Regions from separate parts of the Zea mays genome. Here region 2 is linked to region 1. A link is a contact called in public Hi-C data. All regions are on one chromosome and are shown on one strand. The core of a region is the stretch at or near the end of the contact, and the rest is flanking DNA. Distances in the headings are between cores, read along the strand shown. Region 1 holds the start of LOC100275703 (putative RING zinc finger domain superfamily protein). Region 2 has its middle 9.1 kb from the start of LOC100283571.

The links. A called contact is a pair of places that touch in the nucleus more often than the background predicts.
Region 2: a contact with region 1 is called in a Hi-C map of tassel, with 2.2 times the contacts expected there. The contact joins the enhancer-like site here to the promoter of LOC100275703 in region 1. A contact is called at or near these places in 2 of 25 Hi-C or Micro-C datasets (ear and tassel).

The regions. Positions count from the first base shown.
Region 1 is chr9:138,998,973-139,003,238 of Zm-B73-REFERENCE-NAM-5.0, reverse strand. It overlaps LOC100275703 (putative RING zinc finger domain superfamily protein), which reads right to left and starts at 2,984. Exons shown (of 4, transcript NM_001149728.1): 1 at 2,851-2,984; 2 at 1,635-2,145; 3 at 160-200; 4 at 1-30. The coding sequence starts at 1,962. LOC109942206 (a long non-coding RNA gene) reads left to right here and starts at 3,045. Exons shown (of 2, transcript XR_002264828.3): 1 at 3,045-3,499; 2 at 3,601-3,794.
Region 2 is chr9:139,090,786-139,095,295 of Zm-B73-REFERENCE-NAM-5.0, reverse strand. No RefSeq gene overlaps it. Among protein-coding and RNA genes, the nearest start is that of LOC100283571, 9.1 kb to the left of the region's middle. Within about 2 kb of position 1,880, at least 17 of the 20 cell types and tissues checked have an H3K27ac peak or open chromatin away from gene starts, as enhancers often do. A contact at or near this core is called in ear and tassel, where this site is marked.

The DNA of each region.
Region 1 (4,266 bases), core at 1,735-4,234:
ACTGAAACTGCTTGTGGCAGTCAGTGGCCTCTGCAGAAGAGGAACATAAAAGTCAGAATTGTGATAGCAGACTGCAAAATTATTTATTAGTTGCATTAGCTCTATGTCATTTGTCAAAGAAATGTGGAAATGACACATAGAAGACGAGAAGTAGCTTACCTCACTTGACTGAGGATAGTCAGAAGTTTCTGGCCTTGATCCTGGTTCAATGAGTAAAGCAACAGTTAATTCAACAGGAAGATATCAAAGGATTACAAAAACCAAAGGAATGTCCTCAGTTGCTTCTACGACTGTGTAGAATTATGGGAAACATGGGTAATCATGAAGAAGGAAAAATGTGGCATAGCAGTATTTGACTTGCATACTATAAAGCCAACTCCAATGTTTACAATGAAGAAAATAATATTACCCAGTAGACTCAATTCAAAGAAAACATTGAGAAGAAAAAGTTTGGTTTCAATATACTTGCTAGTTGTCACACCTAAGAAGATTCCAGTTCCAGGTATGCCAGTTTGATTCAAGAGGGCCTAAGGAGTCTATTGCTCAATTTGTGCAAAACAGAACAGGGCAGAATTAACATGTCCAGATCTACACAACTCAGTCCTTTATGGTTAACAGTGCATACAACGTATTAAAAGGTAATACACCCAACCCATGGAAACATTATAAGCCACAAGAGTGCATGACCATAAAAGCCCAGTAGGAAATCCCTCCGTTCCAAAATATAGCTTGTTTTAGTTTTTTCCTAAGTCAAACTTCTCTAATTTTGACCAAGTTTATAGAAAAATGCACCTATATCTACATCATCAAACTAGTTTCATTAGATCCACCATGAAATGTCTTGATAGTACATTTATTTAGTACTGTAGATGTTAATACATTTATCTAGAAACTTGGTCAAAGTTAAAGAAGTTTGAGGACAAAACTAAAATGACATGGATTGTGGAATGGACAATGGAGGGAGTACATCTTAACACAATGAAGAATACAGTGAAAAAAGTACCAATGAAGTGACTAAACGAAACAAATTACAAGTTCCCCATTTACTATGCAATGCAAAGACATGTTCGAATCAAACCAAATTTGTTTCAGAAGTAAATAACAAAAAGCATAAAGGATTCAATAAAGAAGCCTACTCTTATTTGGGAATAAACATTGTTCAACCTGATGCAAAACTGAACCGAGCCATAACCATGTCTAAACCTGACACTGAATGCATGAAAGAATAACACTTACAATAGAAAAGATCATAAGAAGAGTATGTGACCATGCAAATCCAGTAGAAAAAAGCTGTTGAACTAAATAGCAGCTATACAAGCGGATAATAATGAATCAAATTACAACTGTACAATCCCCCCACTGATAATGAAATGGGGAGGCATGCTTGTAAAGAATCAATTTTACTTTAAAAGTATATTAAAAAATTGTAGAAATTTGACTAAATGGGGAAGGTATTGCATTTTTCCAGTCGAAAAAAGTTAGCACACTGTGTTAGCCTTTCCAGTAGAAACCTCAAATTCAGTCCAGCGCTCAAGTCACAGTTCTACGAAGAGATAACCATATAAAAGAATAGTAAAAAAATAGTTTGCTGCTGAGCTAACTTGATCTTCCATATGAAATAAAAAGGTACATACCTCCTGCAGGGGTAGAGAATTCACCAAGATCAAATCTTTGAAGAGAGGGCGTCCAGCGTGGAGCCTGAAGGCTGTCAGCTGGACTCCCAAAATAAGAAAGTGCTCCATCAGACACAGAATGATGGTGACTGAGGTACTGATCACTGCCAAATGCATTTCTGCTTCCTTTGCTATGGGATGACAATGATGAAACATAAGGTGGGTGATCATGAGGAGCATCATGAACTCTGTGGGGCAATCCATCTGATGAATAACGACAGTCCCATCTCCTTGATGTTGGGGGAGAGAAGCTCGAGTTTATGCGCCAACGAGGCTCAGTAGGATCCATAGAACGATCTCTGCTTGCAGGGTCAGACTTCGTCCCATGTGGCCTAGCGGCCACGCAGCAAAGAGCACCCGTCTTGACTAATTTTGGCAATCACGTGAAGAGACTATTTGCTTATTATGTTTGAGAAGCTTGATTGCAGCAAAGGGGGATTATACACCGAGTGAAGAAAAGGAATAGGGTCACCTGTCCACATAGAAGCATGTCAGTGTTGACAAGAAGATAAGCACGAGAAAATATCATCTGAAGGAAAGACTCCTTTTCAAGGGGGGAGGGGCAATGAACATGCTCATAACTGTTGAACAACTCCATTCACAGCTAGGCCACACCAAACCCCACCCAAAACGCAAATAAAACATATTTATATTATGGATCAAGTGAACTATTAATGCACCATAGAGCTTCTATATACATCATTAAATAAAGCTTCATTTTTTTGGTAATATTGCATTGCCACCACAAGGCCACAACAAATTTGCGTGGGTTAATCTCATCAAATGACACCAACCTAGTTTTATAGGTGGATAAAAGGGAAAGAAATCTACTTCATAATTTTTTCTTCTTCTTGTTCTATTTGCACCAAAATATATCCAGCCCTCTGCGGTCAGTCGGTCAGTGATGCCCCTATCCAACAAGAAATCCACCAGACTAAGAGCTAGTACTTCAGCTCCCAGTCCAATAAACCACCGATCAAATCCACCTAATAACTCGCCCAGTAGAGGGCATGGGTGTGGCGGTGTGCAAATGCAAACCAGATAAATTTTGCAAGAACTCGAAGCTAGTAGATATCTTGTACGTATATACCCGTGGCCAGATCCGAATAAAAAAAAGTTTAAGCTAGGGTTTGAGATGTTCGGTTGCGCAGAGCAGGATGGGAAGGGTCGGGCATACCTGGTAGGTGCTCGTCGCCGGCGAAGACCTGGCGAAGGACGATAGCACTAGCCCAGTCGTCACCACGAGGAAAGAAAGGGGGATGGGGGAAAGAAAAGCGATAGAGAAAGGTGAACGGGAGAAAGGGAAAAAGGAGAGCAGAGTGAACGCAACGGAACGATACATATTCTACCGCAAACGGGCAGAGGGACGTCGAACGCCCGCGAGGCATCGATCAGGCATCCAGCTCGCTTAGCCCGTCAGAGACGAAGCCCAACACACAGCCCACTTCGCAGCCGCTCGCAGCCTGTACCGTCGCGGCAGTGCGCGGCTCCGCGGGTCTCCTACTCTCCTCCGGTCCTCTCCTCCCCACTCCCCAGTCCGGCAGTCCCCATCCCTCGCCTCGTCCCCCGCATCCTACCGCGTGACCATGCACGACACCAGGAGCTCGGTAGATCACATAGCCGGCGCCCCGTCGGCCGCTTCCAATCTCTCTGTAGAGCGAAGCCTACCGTAACGGTGGATATGCAGATCCTCCTACGATGCATGAATCTTTAGGATCGGCAGAGTTGGCTCCGGTCTGTCTCGCTTGCGATGGTGGTGTCGAACGGTGGCCTCCTGCGTTTGCATGAGGAGAAGCTCCACTCATGGCGTTTATCAGCCCATCCAGGTTTGGATCGTCTTTCTGGATCTAATTACATTCCATTCGACTACTCCCTCTCATGAGAACATCCATCATGACACTACTGACCCATGCTAAACACGATCAAGGTACTCATGAACGGGTACAAGGGCCGATGATTGGAGCAAGAATATATCGATTACAACATGAGATGAATCTTCTCCTTAATGATTGTAAGCATGTCTTTACTACGAATCATCTACTACCTAATGGGGATGTACTACTTGTTCTCAGGTTTGAACTTTGAAGCATAAGCTAATCGAAAGGAGTAATCTGGAGATGACGTGCTGACGTGCAGATTCTGACTACCAAGTTAATGATGAAAACTGTACTGCTCTCAAAGGTTCCCACAACAGTAAAACTAAAAAAATTCGAAGCCTTAAAGCTTATGTCCGACAACAAATGTTCATCGGTTCTAAAATGTCAGATATAAGAGTATTTCTGACAGCCACCGTCGAACATAAATTATTTTCGATGGCCTCTAAGAGCCGATCGATTAAATCGGGTAACGATCGTAACGCGTCCAGAGAACTCCACATGTGGGTCGTCGAACTTAAGTTGTCAGTATGTTCGACGGTTGTCCGTGGACCGTCAGACTTTATACACTTATGTCCGACAGCCACTGCTAGACCGTCGGACATACTAATGAATTATGTGAGGTCAAATTCTTCGAGTTTTTTTTGTTTTATTACCACAACACATATTTTCACAGCCACAAATATCCAGATTCCACAACCACATACATCCAAAAACAC
Region 2 (4,510 bases), core at 631-3,130, 93 kb before region 1:
CATGTGTAGTTTATACTTTGTAACATGATATCCTGTAAACCATAATTTGTTTGTCATGTGTCATTTTTCAGGTAGTCGAAGCGAAAGCAAAATTCCGGGAAAAACACGGGAAGGTATTTTCAGTGTACCATGCCTGGATTATTCTTAGGCACGAGCCAAAGTGGGCATTCAGATAATCTAAGCTAAAAAGATCAGGTTGAACCGGAAGCTTCTAATGAAGATCCTGTCAACTTTGACAGGCCACTAGGAAAGAAAGCAGAGAAGTAAAAGGCAAGATGGAGGAAGCATGATGAGTTTGACACTGATGGTGATCCTTCCATTGAAGAAGTTAAAAAGATGAGAGAAGCAAGACAAGAAATTGAGAGGGACCGTGATGATGACAGGTTCTATGAATTGGAGAAGAATAAGCTTGACTTGGAGCGAGATCAGCACGACAAAGAGATAATGCAAACTAACACAAGCACAATGAACGAAGAATCAAAACTGTATTTCAAGTTGATGAAACAGCAGATTTTGGCTCGCCGTTTTGGTAGTAAGCAATCTGCATGATACTGTACTTGAGTTACCTGTTAGTGAGACCATTACTATTCATCTCAGGTTCTTTGTGCTTGTTAGATACATTTCTTTAGAGACCATTCTATTTCAATTCCTTCAGAGACCATACAGAAAACAATGGATGTTGAAGATCTATGCGCTCTGTTACTTGTGTGTTCCATTTTCTATTTCATTTCCTTCAGAGACCATACAGTCAGATGATTAACTTCAGAGACCTTTCACTTCCAGAATCTGCTAATAACATAGCTGTTGTTCTTTACATATGTTATGTTGATGTGATGCCTGATGCGGTATGGCAAAGCTCAGGCCACAACAGAGGTTCCTTTGTGCCATCCTTGCTGTTGAGCTCACCGTGAGCAAGGGGTTATAGGATGAGTTTTATTTGTAGAGTTGATAATTGATGAATTGATAATAGATGATTTTCTTTCTTAGTTCGAAAATGGGCCATTTGCTTAACCATTGGTTGTATGTTGCTGCCTTTCGTCAGGCATTGTCATTTGGCTCCTATCAGCAGTATGTGTATAAGCTGGTTTCACTATTCTTGTACCATTAGGCAACTGTGGCAACGATCGTTATTGTACATTCTGTTTCATTTCCTTCAGAGCCCACACAGAAAATAATGGATGCTGACATCTTCTAGGTGAGTTATTTAAACCTTTTCTTGTGTCTTATATCGATGTTCTTAAATATGGGGTTGGATCAACAAGTAAACGCCTTCTGTGGCAATGCTCATTCTTCACAGCTTCAGTACATCGTACACGCAGTGCTGCAAACTAAAACGCTTAAACAGTAAACTAAGAAGCATCAATAAAAAAAATCAGATGCCATCTAAAACAGTAGTGCTACTTACTACATGTCGCGTCTGGTGTGCCATGATACGGCTGGATGCGACGGCTGCAGCCGGGCAACATGATACTGAGAGCTGGAATCGCATCGAAGAGTAGGTATGAAAACGATTTCGGATTTTTTTTTTCAGAATTCTGGTTGCCGTTTTCGATTTTTACGGTCACGAAACTTTTCAATACGAAAATTTTAAAAACAAACTCGGCACTGGAATTTTTTATTGGAAATTATACCGATTTTAATTAAAATTTACCGAATTTTATCCTCAGAGTTTTACAAAAAACTAACAGGCCCAAAGGCTGGTGGACCAGCTGGTTAACCCACCCACCCCTTCGCCTCCACCCGGCCTAAACACAAGGACATATATATAGCGTCTGTCTAGTCTCCCATCGTTCAAAAGGTGGGGCTAAACTAACACCAGATACAGCAAGTCAGCAAGGCACACACAATTTTGATTCTTGCCAGGGCCCATTACCTAGCCCACAAACGTTTGGAGAGGCTGGCGGGACGTGCTTCACTCACGCTTTTCACGCGGTACGTGAGAGGGACCAGCCACTCTCTCGCACACGCTATATATACACACACGAGTACTATATTTTTTTAAAAAAAAATCGTGACGATGGTTGTGTGCTTGATCCATTTCATACTTGCCTTGATCCTACAATGGTAGAAGCACTAGCTTGTTTGCATCAAAGATTGGATAGATGGAGAACGAAAATATTATATAGCATAAATTTATATCTGTTTACAATTTAATTAGTCATTACCCTTTTACTAATGCACTAATGGATCTATATATTCCGAGGTTGTAAGGCTAGAAGTGTTGATATCCCTATTATGTTTTGTGAAATGGATCAGGAAATGTAGACTTGTTATATGTGAACTTATTATATTGTGAATTGTAAGGTTGTTATATTTTGAATTATAAACTTGTGATCTTTGTCAACTTTGTTATATTAGACTTCTTATATTAAGATATTTTCATTTTGTATGTTTATCGATCGTATTTTACTTTTGTGTCTAGGTGCTAAATATGGTGCTCAATAGTCACTTTCTACAATTTGGTTTGTGATCGAAACAGTAGGTTATGGTTTAGTTTTTACAATCCCCCAACACCGTATTGTGAATATCACGGCTGGATGCGCAAATTATGTGTTGGCCGGCTCTAGATTTTATACTATAAAATTTAAGTATCGAATCAGATTGGGATCAAACCGTGTTCCTACTTATTTTTGAACTAAACTTAATTAAAAATTATAACTTATGAAGACACATTTGGATCATGATCCATTACCACTACTGGTTGCTACAAGTGGCTATCGAGGCTGTGCATGAACACTTTGGCCAAAAAGAACGCACTAGTCTTCAGTTCAATGCAGCAAAATAATTTGACTTGTTGGGCAGTGGCAGGGCATGTTCCTTTGCCTCGAGCGACGCCAAACCCGGTTTGGCACTTTGGCCAAAAAGAATGCACTATCGAGGTTGTACATGAACATTTCGCCCAAGAAGAACGCACTAGTCTTCAGTTCAACGCAGCAAAATAATTTGACTTGGTGTGTAGTGGCAGGGTAGGTTCCTTTGCCTCGAGTGACGCCGAACTCAGTTTGGCACTTTGGCCGAGAAGAACGCACTATCGAGATTGTGCATGAACACTTCGGCCAAGAAGAACGCACTAGTCTTCAGTTCAACGCAGCAAAATAATTTAACTTGGTGTGTAGTGGCAGGGTAGGTCCTTTGCCTCGAGTGACGCCAAACTCGGTTTGGCACTTTGGCCAAGAAGAACGCACTATCGAGATTGTGCATGAACACTTCGGCCAAGAAGAACGCACTATTGAGGTTGTGCATGAACATTTCGACCAAGAAGAATGCACTAGTCTTCAGTTCAACACAGCAAAATAATTTGACTTGGTGTGTAGTGGCAGGGTAGGTTCCTTTGCCTCGAGTGACGCCAAATTCGGTTTGGCACTTTGGCCGAGAAGAACGCACTATCGAGATTGTGCATGAACACTTCGGCCAAGAAGAACGCACTAGTCTTCAGTTCAACGCAGCAAAATAATTTAACTTGGTGTGTAGTGGTAGGGTAGGTCCTTTGCCTCGAGTGACGCCAAACTCGGTTTGACACTTTGGCCGAGAAGAACGCACTATCGGGATTTTGCATGAACACTTCGGCCAAGAAGAACACACTATCGAGATTGTGCGTGAACACTTCGGCTAAGAAGAACGCACTAGTCTTCAGTTTAACGCAGCAAAATAATTTGACTTGGTGTGTAGTGGCAGGGTAGGTTCCTTTGCCTCGAGTGATGCCAAACTCGGTTTGGCACTTTGGCCGAGAAGAACGAACTATCGAGATTGTGCATGAACACTTCGGCCAAGAAGAACGCACTAGTCTTTAGTTCAACGCAGCAAAATAATTTAACTTGGTGTGTAGTAGCAGGGTAGGTCCTTTGCCTCGAGTGACGCCAAACTCGGTTTGGCACTTTGGCCGAGAAGAACGCACTATCGAGATTTTGCATGAACACTTCGGCCAAGAAGAACGCACTATCGAGATTGTGCGTGAACACTTCGGCCAAGAAGAACACACTAGTCTTCAGTTCAACGTAGCAAAATAATTTGACTTGGTGTGTAGTGGCAGGGTATGTTCCTTTGCCTCGAGTGACGCCAAACTCGATTTGGCACTTTGGCTGAGAAGAACGCACTATCGAGATTGTGCATGAACACTTCGGCCAAGAACAACACACTAGTTTTTAGTTCAATGCAGCAAAATAATTTGACTTGGTGTGTAGTGGCAGGGTAGGTTCCTTTGCCTCGAGTGATGCCAAACTCGGTTTGGCACTTTGGCCGAGAAGAACACACTATCGAGATTGTGCATGAACACTTCAGCCAAGAAGAACGCACTATCGAGATTGTGCGTGAACACTTCGGCCAAGAAGAACGCACTATCGAGATTGTGCGTGAACACTTCGGCCAAGAAGAACGCACTAGTCTTTAGTTCAACATAACAAAATAATTTGACTTGGTGTGTAGTGGTGTCACACCCGGTTTTAGAAGGCAAACCGAATGCGAACCATGTACGTGCCAGGATCAGTTATTCACGTACACAGCAGTTACATAA